2 separate regions of the Pan troglodytes genome follow, and region 2 is linked to region 1. A link is a contact called in public Hi-C data. All regions are on one chromosome and are shown on one strand. The core of a region is the stretch at or near the end of the contact, and the rest is flanking DNA. Distances in the headings are between cores, read along the strand shown. Region 1 overlaps NAV2 (neuron navigator 2). Region 2 overlaps NAV2 (neuron navigator 2).

Region 1 (6,892 bases), core at 2,815-5,314:
GCTCAAGTTGAAGTGTGTCTACGTGACCACATGAGCACTGATAGGGCCCCTGGGAGACAGAATGTCCCTGCCTAAGCCATCAGCAGACTTGTGGCGACCAGAAGTTCCAGTTTTCTCATTCAGAGCCTAGAGTACCATCGATTGTCCATGAATTGCATAGACAACATTTAATCAAGGGCAGATGTACTTCAGCAGGAGAAACATTCATGTGAAGAGATTACTTCACAGTGGCTAAAATAAATCAATTCTACAAACAAAACATTCAGTTTACTCATCATAAGCCATAGATTGCCAGGCTCAGTGGATCTAACAGGTAAGAGTCTGGGTTTGAATGATACACCTCGGTTCAAACTCTGGTTCCATCATTTGCTGACTGTGTGACCTTGGACAAGTCTCTTAACCTCCGTTGGCATCAATGTCTTCATTTGCCAAATGGCTACATTAATACCATGTCTCTTGTGGAATTTAACCTGCGGGTTAAATGATATGGCATCTGAGAGCACTTACTGCCTTATCATCCAGTGATCTAATAAGCCTGAATTATATTTTCTTTGTTCATTTGCTTATTTAATTTTAAAATTCCTTGGTTATTTTACATGATAGAAGCAATGCATGTCTATTATGTAAAATTTTGGAATTAGAGAGAATAAAGAGAAAGAAGTAAAGAACTCTGATACAGGGATTTTTAAAATCAGGGTCCATAAATCCCCTAGAAGACTAGTAAGAATTTCAGAGAGTACATGAACTTGGATAGGAAAAATGACGTTTTTATGTCATGATCTAACCAAAATACAGCATGGTCATTTATTATGAATTTTGGCATCAAATAACAGTAGTTTTAGCTATATAGACAACTTTGTCACTGACAGAAACTTAGACATTTTTATACCACATTTTAGCTATTGCATGTAATTTAAAATATTACTTGAATTCATCACTACCTTATAGGTATAGTAATTGTTTGATCTTCTGCTAGATCGTGTTACTTAAGGTATTAAAAAGAAGCACATATATTGAAAAATTATTTTAACATTTTGATATCTGTATTTCAATATTATTGGTTTTCTTTGAAATTCTATGGTTTATATTTCAGGCATTTAAAAACATGCTGGTAAGCCCATAGGCTCATCAAGCTGCCAAAGGTGTCTGTGGCACAAAAAGGGTTAAGAGATCCCTGCTGTGGTTCCTCCAGCCAAGCCCATGAGCAGTTCAGATTTTCCTGCCACCCTTTAACTGTTTACTTCGTTCATATTGTTGCAGTCAGGTTGTATAGTATAATTTTGTAGCCTGTGTTGCTAACCATAAACATGTTTTCACATTGCTTCTTACACACATAATTTTTAATGGTGGCATGATATTCCATTTTGTTGATGCACCATAATTCACATTCCCCTGTGGTTTACCATTTACAATGGCTTGAACCTGTCACTTTTACAAATGACATTAGGATGAGTATCTTCTCTCATAAAGGATCTCCTGTATTTTAGATTATTTCCTTAGGCAAGATTCCCAGCAGTGGCAGAGTGAACATTTTCAAGTTGCTGACACCCTTCCTGGTCCCCGGGGAGCTGCAAGCACATGGAATCAGCACATGGAGGATTGAAGAAGAGCGAAGGCTTTGAAAGGAGGAGGGAAGGGAGGCTGAGGAGGAGAAAGATAAATGGGAGGGCAGGGTCTGTAGGGAGAGGTGCACAGGCTGTGACCCACTCAAGGGTGTCCAGCCAGGTGATAAGCACAGGCTGAACTCTAGTCAGGCTCTGCTACCAAGCTGTGCACTCAGGCTGGGGCTGGGGCTGGGGCTGGGTGGGCTCGAGGAAGGTACATCTTCTTCCAGGCACCATGGGAGCAGAGGAATTCACTATTGCTGAGAAATTCACTATTGTTCCCTGGTGGTGGCATCTTCTTGGGGTCTCCAGGACATACAAACCCCACACCCTCAGAGAATGCTAGAAAGAAGGAGCCACATTTTCAACCTAGAGTCCCCGAACCTTTAGTACCTGGGAAGGCAAAAATCTGGGAAGGCAAAAATGTGAGCAATGTTTACTTCCAAAACAGCTAATAAAACTTGAACATTGACCTTCAATAAGGCCTCCCCATGTAAAACTCATACGGGTTGGAGTTCACTGCTGCTTGTTGTTTCTTATGAGTACACAGTGATTGGAGTGGATGCTGTGGTGAGCTGCCCAGAGCCCCCCAGGTCTGGGAGTGTTGGCTGCTGTTGGTTTATGGCTAGTCCGTCCCCAGGAATTGCACTGGATAAAAGAGCTGCCTTGCCCAAGGTGATAGCCCTTGCCTGATTCATGTGGGAGTGCACAGGCCTGGCCTGCTTTCCCCAGTGGGGACCACTCTGCAGCTCTTCCCAGCCCCAGACCTACCTGGGGACCAGCTGAGGCCTTTGTCGTGCATGTTTCATGGTTCCACCTCTCCCTCTGCCAGCTTCTGCTTCCCCACCTCATTGATGGCATTACCAGCACATGCCCCAATTTCCTGTACATTGATCCCTGTCTCAGAATCTGTTTATCGGGGAACCCAATCTAAGATAGTCACATATCTTGTTTACTCAAAACTGAAAAGGAATAAATTATTACAACATACATACATGGGTAGATAAGATTTTTTTTTTTTTTTTTTTTGCAAAACGTGGTATGTATGAGATAGAAACCCCATTTTTAAAAAATTTATTTATCTTTAATTTTTTTTTTCGGAGTTTCGCTCTTGTTGCCCAGGCTGAAGTGCAATGATGCGATCTCAGCTCACTGCAACCTCCGCCTCCCGGGTTCAAGTGATTCTCCTGCCTCAGCCTCCTGAGTAGCCACCACGCCTTGCTAATTTTGTATTTTTAGTAGAGATGGGGTTTCTCCATGTTGGTCAGGCTGGTCTCGAACTCCCGACCTCTGGTGATCTGCCTGCCTCGGCCTCCCAAAGTGGATAGAAAACCATTTTTAAGAAATGTCCTTGCTGGCAAAAACACCACCACCATAAACAACCATCTAATTCATCCTTACCTACTCCCTCATTTTATAGACGAGAAACAGAACCCTGGAGGACAAGTGGCCTGAAAGTCACAAAGCCCACAAACAGCAGAGCTAGAACACAAAGCCAGACCAGCAGTGTTTCCATTCCTTGAGGCGCCTCTACTAGCTTTGGGTTCAGGGCAACGCATTTTCTAACAAAAGCCTACCCCATGAGTGGGGAGGAGCTGGGCAATGGAGCCTGGGGTCTCCCCCAGAGGGTTAGACACTTCCTGCTCTCTAACATCCAGAGACAAATCATAAACTGTAAGGTTGGCCTAGTGTGGGCATTGGCATCAGACAGCCCAAACTCAATCCTGGCTCTGCTATTGGCTAGCTGTGTGGCTTTGGCACAGTTGATTTACCTCTCTGAGCCACACTGTCCTCATTTCTCAAATTAAAATTCTAAATTCTAATTATCAGAGTTGCTTTCTGAATAAAGTAAATGCCTGCACGTAGATGTCATAGCACGATTTCAGGCCCTTAGAAGACTCTAACCCAGCATTAGTTCCCTCTGGCCACCTTTATTTTGTGTTGCCTCCTGGCTTAGAGCGCAGAATTTCAAAAACAAAAAACGAGAGAGAGCTCCCACAACTTTTCAGTATGAAATGCTCTGTCCCCTTCTCTGATTGCTAGGGGAACAGAAAGCAGCCTCTTTTTCTACTGGGCGTGAAGCCCTTTGAGTCCACCCAAACTCGCCAGCAGAGGGCAGCACAATTCTGCTAAAAGCCCACGAGGGGTTTGCCACCCATTCTGGGCCTCCACCATCTGATGACTTCCCGGCTGGCACAGAGAGGCTGGTGCTGCCTCTGTACCTCTCCTCAGTCTGGGTCCCTGGAGCCCTGGCAGCTGTGGTGTGTCTCCCCAGAAAGGGAATGGCCAGACCTGCTCTGCAGCAGCAAAGGCTGGATTCAATTTGCAATGCCAAGGCATATTTGCATGTGCTCTTCTGTTAAATACATCAGTTTGTTACAAACAATACTTCCCAGAGGTGAAGATGCAAACCAGGCTGAGGCCACCCGCAGCCCAAGCTCCCATTTCCTAGGCATTGAAAATCGGCTGGTCAGTGCCTTCCCTGGCTCATCCTGGGGTGATGGGGAGGGGAGAGAGGTGTGTGTGTGTGTGTGTGTGCGTGTGTGTGTGTGTGTGTGGTCTGCATTACTGTATATTGGTACTCCGATGAAGGCTCTGAGGCCTGGGTGGGCATCCCCAAGGGGGAGGATGAACTAAAGCAGGGGTAGGCCCCCATATCTCTCTTACTCCTTCCAAAACGAGCTGGGAAGAACCCCAGGAACAGAATCCGCACATTTCCCCTGACTTCAGAGAGCCCTGCTCAAGACAATGAAATTAACAAGTGAGAAGCCCAAGATTAGGGGTGGGGCTGTTGACCTCCTGTATCTCTGTCTCTAGATTTCCAGGAATTTTTGGGCTTTCTAGACAAAGGTTCTGGCTTGAAGGTCCATCTGGGCTGGAGATGGGGCTGTGCATTGAAAGAATGCTGCCCTCCCAAGAGTCCTTCTGAGCCCGGCTCTTGCAAGGGACCAGGAATGCCTCTCCTCACCAAGGGACATTTTCCTGCACAAATGTATCCATGGAGAGCATGTTACACAGCCATGCTGAGACTGGAGGCAAAACCTGCCTTCCTTTTCGCTCCACAACTGCAGAGGACAAGAAAAAGAATTTCAGCTTACGCGTTCCTTTCCCTGCCTTGAGAAGGATGGTCTCAGCACCCCCATCCAGCTCCCCCCTCCCCCCCCCCCCCACACACACTCACACACACTCTCTCACAATGCAATGTTAACGCTAAAGAAGTAAGCAAATTCCTTGGTGGGTGGAACTGCTGCCCAGGAAACAGCCCCTCGGAGAGAGCTACTTTAAGGCAGAAAATCCTCACAGCACGCTGGCCAATGAATGCTGTTCAGCTCTTTTACACTACAGCGCTGAAATAATCTTTTTTTCACTTTCTCTCCAAAATGCCTATAATGTCTGTGAGGCTGAATAATTTACGGTCCTACCGTCCTTCATGTCACAGAGTGGTTCCACTTAATGTTGTTCCATGGCCTTGTGACAAATGGAGTTTTTCTTGTGTTCTTTGACCCAAATGGGATTCAGGCTGGGGAGCTTCTGCTCGGTCTGGGTGGGATGGGAGAAAAGTGAGGAGGAGGGGAGAGGGTGGCTCCTGTGCCGGTGGCCACAGGGCCCAGCAGGACAGGCCCTGGGCTCCACGCCCCTGAGCCCCGATGGAACAGCCCCTGGGTTTCTGGGAATTGATTCAGAGAAGTGTAGAGAGGCAGAGTGGGGAGGCTGAACACTCAATGACTGTAAACTGTGAATTCCCTGCAGACGCCTCACACGCCTCCCCTCTGGTGTCTCCATCTGTCCACGGATTCCCAGTGACTCCAGCTCTTGCTCTTCCCAGCCCCAGGCACCGCAAAGAGGCAAATGAAAGCCAAAAGGCAATGAGCCCTTTCCCCCGCCTCTCCCTGCCACTTACACCCCAAGAGGCTCTGTCCTGTCTCCCAAACTGACCAGTCTTGCTGCCTTCTCCAGGGGCCCAGGCCACCCCAGTCTCAGCCCTGGGCATCCATAGAGCACAGGCCTCATCAATAATTCACTGCCTCCCCCGTCCTCCTCAGACAAAGGGAAGGGAGCCTGCAGGCCTCAGAAGCCCCAAGACCCCAGGGTTGCAGTCAGGGAGCTAATGTCCTCTTGAAAGGAGAGGAGATGTGGAGAGAGAGAGAGAGAGAAGAGGAGAGGAGAGGAGAAGGAGGGGAAGGAGCAGAGTAAAGAGGAAAGAAAGGCTAGGAAAAGGAAGGCAAATAAATCCCATCCAGGATAACCATTCTGGAAGTTGGTATGCTCCACACGTGAAATGCACTATTCTGAAAGAACTAACCATTTTTTCCCCCACCACTATTTTACTGTAGAAATGAGAGGAAGCAGGACGTGGCTGGGTTTCACAGACTATTTCTTCACAGTTTCTTATTCTGTTTTGACAAGACATCTGCTTAAGCTACTATTCTGAACCACGCGGTATATAACCTCCATCAGCTTTGCCAGTTCCAATGTTCTGCAACATAACACGGAGGGAGCTGACAGGGCACACACCTGGTGGGCTGTGAGGCCAGGAGGGAGGGGTGCAAGCGGGTCAGGGACAGGCATACTGGCAGGCTCAGGCTGGGGAGCAGCCATCTGGGTCCACAACTCAGCAATGAGGACTTGCCGTGGAACCCAGGGGATGTCCCTTGACCTCTCTGAGGCTCAGCCTGATCTGCAGATCCCCACCTCACAGAGATGACTGGGGGGACTTTAAGAAGAAAATACGTGGTCCTGACCCCTCTGTACTTATGGTCTTGCTTGCGTAGACATGGAACTTGATCTCAATGACAAGTGAGCCTGCCAACCTGCACATGTTCTTGCATAAATTGTAGTAAAGAAAGTGATGGTGCTGCAGGGCAGGCAAACCCCAAAGTGGGGCTTAGCTTGCAAGGGTTCTTGGCTTCCCCCAGGACAGCATGCAAGGGCGAGCCAGTGCTGGGGTAGAAGAAGACAGCTCATTTGAAGTGGCAGTGTCACAGCTCCAGCAGTCAGCGCCAGCTCCTGCAGAGCAGGGCTACTGCATAGGCAGTGTGCTGAGAGTAGCCCATCAGAGCAGTTTTGCAGTCATCTTTATACCTACTTCTCATTATATGTAGATTACGGGGTGGTTTATGCAGAAATTTCTAGGGAAGGGGTGGTAACTTTTGGGTTGTTGGGACATTGCCATGGAAAGGGGCAGTAACTCTTGAGTGTTGCCATAGCAATGGTAAACTGACATGGCACACTGGTGGGCGTGTTTTATGGAAAGCTGCTTCCACCCCATCTCTGTTTTAGCTAGTCCT
Region 2 (6,892 bases), core at 2,717-5,216, 350 kb before region 1:
CTTTCAAACATTGTTTTATAGGAATATAATTGGCTAATTTCCTTTTGTTTAAAACTCTGCCAAAAGATGTATCTTCTTTTGTCTACTTTAGCCAATTTATAAAAAAGAAAGGACAACCTAACAAATGCTTCTTTCAGTGTTCGCTAGTTTCAATCAATACTTCTGTCTCAAATTCCCCCTCCCCCTATGAGTGGCAGTGGGGGAATTTCAAGAATCAATAAGTGACATTTCTAAGACACCAGGAGCAAAAGATAACAGGGTGGATATTTACCAAACTATGTCAAGTGTGCATTTGCTAAAAGTTGTCCTTTCAGTGAAGGTCATTCAGTGTTTCTTGGTCCCTTGGTTTTCAAAAACACTTTTCATCACGGTTTATGAGAGAGAGAGGAGGATGAGCAAGAAGAGGTGGCTACAGGGGTGCTTCAGACTTTTGATCTGAAGCAACAGACCAGGAGTGGAGAACTGGCTCTCTGAGGTTCTCAGTTCAGCTGCTGTGGTTACTTTCTCCTTTGTAGTCATTTCTGACTTTTGGACACTTATGAAATCATTGATTCAACAAACCTTATATACACAATTTAGGGTATTTTTCTGTATGTTTCATCTCATGGAAACCATACAATAACTTTATGTGGTTGGTGCTATCCTCATTTCCATTTTAGAGCTGAAGAATGTGAAGTTCAGAGGTGTTCAATGACCCATCAAAGCCACACAGCCATCAAATAGAGTTGCTGGGACCAGACCCCAGGTGTCCTGAGCCCAAGTCTGACATTTGGATCATCTTCATCACACAACAACTTTTGCCAGTTGGTGTGGGAAAGAGAAAGCAGAGAAGTGTAGGCCTGTGAATACCAAGAATCCCAAAGGCTGGAGAACAGGCTCAAGTGGAGTAAGACCTGTTTTGCAGAGTTCTACTTTAACAGCTGGTTCCTACCTTCTTTCCTTGGCCACAGGGGCCTCATAAAGCAAGTGGTGCTTGTGCCCCTTCACCGACCTGCCAGCATCTGCTTCTTAGAGACACCTTCTATTGGACTGGGGTAACCAAGGATGCTTTGGCTGCTCTACCCCGTGAGTTCTTAGAACTACATACCCCTATAACTTATAGGAAACTGCAAGTATGTCTTAGTGCATCTTAAATGAGCTCAGTGCATTCTCATTTTCATGCAACTACAGTGGAAACAGACTATTACCTTGACAACTGAAATCAATCCATCAACACAAATTCACTGGGTGCAACCTGTTTATTGTTGTAGATTGATTACAAAAACAGCCCCTAGTGTCCACCCCTCTCTGTGCCATGTACGCTTTGCAGTGTGACTTTGCAGCTCCTCCTTCAGTAGGTGGAATCTGTTTCCCAATCACAAGAATTTCGGCAGGTCACGTGACTAGGTTTGGCCAAGAGAATGAAGACAAAAACTGGTGTCCTCTTTCAGAGCTTAGGCCTCAAAGGGCCTTGTACATTTCAACTCTCTGCCTTGGCACTCACCTACCACCAGAAGAATAGCTTAGACCAGACTGCTGGGAGATGAAAGACCATGTAGAGAATTCTGAGTTGTCTCACCTGAGGCCATTACAGATCAGCCAGCATGCAGTCAATGTGCCAGATGCCCTCAGACATAGGAGCAGGCCCAGCCGAGACCCCCTGAAGCTGGTGCACCTTAGCAAGACCGTCCCATCAGCCTTGGGCTTGTAAGAAATCATACGTGGCTATGATTTGAAACCATTCATTTTGAGGGGCTGGGAAGATAGGGGTGAGTAAGGCACCTGCTTCACCAAACTTATCAAGATGAGAGGGTCCAAAAAAAGGTTTGCTCCCACAAGTTTTATTATTATCTATTTCCTAGGCAGTAACAGGTTTGAAGATGTTCTGGGGGAGGTAAACACTACTTGTGTTGGAAGGTATGAGCCTGAAATGGTTCAAATTGTGGCTAAAAGAGCAAAAGCTTGGAGTCAGGTGACCTAGGTAAGAATCCTTGCCCTAGCACATATGTCCTATATGGAAAAGTCCCTCTCCCTCACAGGTATTCACTGGTTTTCACTCCAAGCCAGATGAATTTAACATAAGCCAAATTAATCCTGGCCCCCTAAGAAGGTTCATTACTGAAGGTCAGAGCCTCATTCATGCACGAACAACAGGACAGACTGAATGAGTCTCTAGTATACAGAAATAGTTAAAAATAGGGCCCAGTTTCTTCCCTACAAGGTCGAAATTACTGGCTCTTCCTGGACTCTGTCCCTGGTTTTCCTTAATGAATACTGCCCCCTACAGCATGTCAGTGAAATAGATTTTTAAAAAAATAATTTGCATGAACATTCCTATCTGGCTCTTAGATGAGGGCAAGGAATTATCCAAGTGTTAAATGGTGGAAACCACACATGCGACTTCTCATGAAGTAGCCATGATTTCTTCTGTGTGGCACCCATCCTTGCCTGTGAACTCTCTGATGGCCTCTGAGCATGAACTTGGCAAGTTCAAGACAATTTAAGTGAAGTTAAGGGAGAAATCTTCTCAAGAATGTGAATGGAGCAAAAGAGGTCATCACAAATGCACACAGGCATATCCACACAAGATGCAGTCTTTTTCCAGCATACAAATGAATCCTAGAGTACAAGTAGCACCCTCAAAAATAAAGCGCATTTTTGGAATGAATGAATACTTTTAAGGGAACCAATCCAAAGGTGGGGTTTTGGGAACTCTAATAAACTGTGGGGATATGTGTGAAATTACTGAGGTGGAGGAGACTCTTCCAGAACAAATCACACCAACTTTACCCTTGCCTGGGGTAATTAAATGCTAGATTTGCAAGCAATCTTAGAGAAAATCTATTCCAACCTACCGGCTATTGTAAGAAACCTCACCTGTAGCATCCCTAGCAAGTGATGATCCAGCCTCTATTTGAATACCTCTGGGGTCAGGGAACTCACTACTCTCAAGAGAGCCTATTCAACTGTGAGAAGACAAATGTGAAAAGCTCTTTTCACAATATACATATGGAGCCAAAGTTTGCCTCCCTGTATTTTTTTTACTTTTACTCCCTATGTCCAGAGAGAGAAGAAAAAAGCTAGTTCAGGATATAGATCTTCATTTGTGCAAGGGAACTGGTTTCTGTCCATAACACTGTTTTCAAAAACATCCTTTATTTCCAACCATTGTGTGGGAGAATGGGGATCGTGGGCACAATGGACCCTGCAAACTTTGGCTATGGGTCTCACCCTGAAGAGGTTGTACCTAGTCCAGAGAATTAAGTTTCTACCTAATCCAGAGAATTAAGTTCATTCATAGTACCCCTCTTTTTTTTTTATAAGAGCAGTTACCACAAAATGTAACGATACTGTTTGCATTTGTTTACTGTCTCTTCCATCAGACTTTAAGTTCCATGCAGGCAGAAATAATCTGCTTTTTCACTTTTGAATACTCAGTGACTGGCATAATGCTTGGTACATAGAAGACATTCAATAAATAACCTCAGACACATGAATATATGAAGGACTGAATTCCAAGTACACAAATGTATAATAAATAAGGGAGAGAATCATTTATTCCACACTATACAGTCTGGTTTAGAATTATTTGCCTCTTAAAAATGGAACCAAATCTAGCATACCCTTTTTGCAGCAAAAATCAACTAGTGCCTTCAAAAATCCTTCTCCTTAGGGCTAAACCTGATCCTTGAATCCACCAGCTGGCTGCCTGCCCACGTGAGTGGGTGGACGGCTTTGTGAAGACCAATTTTAGCTCAGGCCTGCTGTCAGTTCCTCACCACTCAAGAGAAAGTCTTTCCACTAGGCCACATGAACCTGATCACACCCACACTGTGGGTTTTCTCCACTTCACATACATTCTCCTAAATTGAGGAAACAAATGTGGGGAGGCCCTGTCTGGAAGAAAGCATTTAGACAGTCTGCAAGTTATTATCCTCCCAAGCACAGTGCCTGAGAATGCCAGGCTAGAAACCAAGGATCCTCTAGGAAACACACACAAAACTTGGGCAGTAGGGGGCAGCAGTGACTTACAGTCCTAGGCTGTCCTGGAGCCAAAGGACTTTTTTTTTTCCTTAAACTTTTCTTTTTCCAAGCTATGTAATTATAGCTTCCCCACTCCACATTTAGATTTCCCACTCCACATTTGAGAAGAATGCTGTGATTCTCCAACTCTGAAAAAGGCAAAGGGAGCATTAGATGTTAAGAGGCTGCCTTTACCTTTGCTCTTATGAAGGAAGCAGGCCAGGCCATTGATTTCCATCAGCAGTTGTTATCTGTGCATTGTCCACAAAGTTTGGGGAGCCTTGCCATCATAAAAACTAGCATAACCACTGCTAAGGAATCATGGCAGGAGCTCCTAGGACACTAAGAATGTGAACTGTGTCCATGAGGCCTTGGCACAAACCAGCGTGTAGCATGACCATTCGTCCACAGTGTGTGACACCTGCAAATGGCCCATGTGTCACTCTCACCACCAAGTAGATATACCATGACCATTGTCTCAGATATTCTCATTGCAACCCCGATACCTTCATCAGGAGAAGATGGCTCCCTGGCACGTGGGCTACACACTGGTATCCCAATGAAATGCACACGTTGATGGAATCACAAAGGCAAGCTGCAGCTAAGAAACAAGCACTTTATTTGCGAGAGTCACTGAAGCCTGAGGATGTCATGTCCTTGGCCCAGAGAGGCAGCCAAGTGCACATTCACAAGAAACTCCTCAGTAAGTAGTTGCAGCTACCTGAGCTGCCAGGCTTTACTGTTCAGGGTCTCTCTCCTCATTCTGACCAGCACTCCATGCTTGCACTTCACATTGTGAACATGGGCTACATATGCTCACAGAAATGTTAGCTTCATTTATCCCAAAATGTATGTATCTTCTCATGCTGTTGAACACTGTCAAATACCTAAACTTGGAGGAAATAAACTTTTAAAGAGGACCTTAAACTAAGGAATGACTAAACTAAGTCCTGACTACAGATGAGAGCTTGATAAAAATGACTATTATGAGAGCACCCAGAAATGTAAATACTTCCCCCTCCCAATGATCCTTGAAATGAAACTGAATTCATGTATGTGTGATAGTTTCCTCGTAACAGATGGAAGCAAGAGAAATGCTGAGATTTATCATCTGAAGATCGGATGAACATCAACTAGTCATTTTCAATTCCTGAGACAAGACTAATCAAATAGATCGTTCATCTTTCCAAATGATTTATTTTCTCTTTTTCTCTACTCCCTGTTACAAAAAGCCAGGTTTATTGTATTTTAGAGAAAGGTTATATAGCAGAACCATAAGTTCACACATTGGTTTTGAAATGTATCCATATTTAGAGACAAACAAACATGGTGGCATTCTTCTTCTCTGTGAAAAAAGGAAGGCTTCAGTATTAAAGGTTATTAGTTTCACACATTAGAGGGATTTTTGTGTCTCCTCTTCTGAAGACTCTTTTAAATTACACAGTAGATCAAGAAAATGACTCCCAAAGGGGGCGAAAGACTGCACCGGATACAATTTCTTTCACCTTGATGTTCGACTGTAATGCTTGAGGTTAAGGACAAAAGCTAGGGTGGAATAAGGGCAGTTGGGCACATCACTCAGGTGCCTCTCTAGGCAGCTTTAATAGTGCTCGCCCTTCCTCTGAACAGGACAGTGCTCTCCTCCACATAAAGTACCACCAAGCTCTGCAAGTGCCAAGGAGACAAAGAGCCAAAAGGTGATTCTCCAGCTAGGGCAAGGTGAGCCAACTTCTCCCTCAGAGCACCTCTTTGTCTTGTATTCCCTCTGCTCCCCTATTTAGACCTCAAAGGGACACTTTCTTTTTAATATTGCCAGTCTAAGGAAGAATCTGTTAGCTCAGCAGAAACAAGACAGCAATGAAAATGTAAAAATGAAAAATGCAAGAAAGAACTTTGCTAAAGGTTAGTGAGGCAATAGCACAAAGCCAAAAGAAAGTAAGACCTATGCAAGTAGTTAAGTCTACCCAGTGTAAGTTGCTGGTTCTCAGAATAAATTTCAATATGTATATGACAAAATGTATACATACATTTAAATGATTCCCCATTTATTAATCTCCTGCTATGTGCTAGGCATTTGTCTGGGTGTCTTACTATATTACCTCCATTCCCCATAACAATGTACTACAAAGTAGTTGCTGAGAATTAAAGGGCAATTAAAAGGGAGTGTTCTCTTTTCTCGCTCTGTTGCCTAGGAGGAAGTGCAGTGGTGTGATCTCGGCTCACTGCAACCTCTGCTTCCCAGGTTCAAGCGATTCTCCTGTCTCAGCCTCCCACTTAACTGGGACTACAGGCGTACGCCACCACACCCAGCTAATTTTTGTATTTTTATTAGAGACAGGGTTTTGCTCTGTTGACCAGGCTGGTCTCAAACTCCAGACCTCAAGTAATCCTCCTGCCTCCGCCTCCCAAAGTGCTGGGATTACAGGCGTGAGTCATCATGCCCGGCAGGCGGTGTTCTCTTTTAAAGGTAACCAAGAAGTCCTGCTAAAACTAGGGTTCTCAAGCTCCAGTGCCTTAAGATCTCGTGGGTGTGAAATGTAAACTTCTAGGCTTTTATTCAAAAATATGAATTAGAAGGACTCAGTTTGTAATGCCTGGGGATTTGTCTTTTTAGCAATTACCTCAAGGGATGATGAGATGGCTCATGAATCACACCTTGAGAGACAACAGTCTAGAGTTTTAATTGGATTATGCAAAAAATGAGAAAGAATGCTTCACATCTAACTTTCTCCCAACATTAGGGCTATAGAAGCCTGTTGCCACTTCAAAGATAAATCAACTGAATCTCTGAGAGGTAAGATAACTTGCTGTTGGAAAAGGATTAACAAAACCCTTCCCTCTTTTGGATGAGAATTTGACCTTGGATTAACTTGCTAACTGTTCCCCTGGA

Evidence for each region. Hi-C and Micro-C count contacts between places; a contact is called where the count stands out from the background.
Region 2: a Hi-C map of induced pluripotent stem cells shows a contact between it and region 1, with 3 times the contacts expected there. The contact joins two enhancer-like sites. A contact is called at or near these places in 4 of 7 Hi-C or Micro-C datasets (blood, induced pluripotent stem cells and stem cell-derived neural progenitor cells) and 1 of 1 other capture datasets (stem cell-derived neural stem cells).

The regions. Positions count from the first base shown.
Region 1 is chr9:23,583,938-23,590,829 of NHGRI_mPanTro3-v2.0_pri, reverse strand. All of the region lies in intron 2 of NAV2 (neuron navigator 2), which reads right to left. Among named protein-coding and RNA genes, the nearest start is that of NAV2, 210 kb to the right of the region's middle. Within about 2 kb of position 4,064, at least 9 of the 24 cell types and tissues checked have an H3K27ac peak or open chromatin away from gene starts, as enhancers often do. A contact at or near this core is called in induced pluripotent stem cells, where this site is marked.
Region 2 is chr9:23,932,170-23,939,061 of NHGRI_mPanTro3-v2.0_pri, reverse strand. The region is part of intron 7 of NAV2 (neuron navigator 2); the gene reads right to left. Among named protein-coding and RNA genes, the nearest start is that of DBX1, 260 kb to the left of the region's middle. Within about 2 kb of position 3,966, at least 2 of the 24 cell types and tissues checked have an H3K27ac peak or open chromatin away from gene starts, as enhancers often do. A contact at or near this core is called in induced pluripotent stem cells, where this site is marked.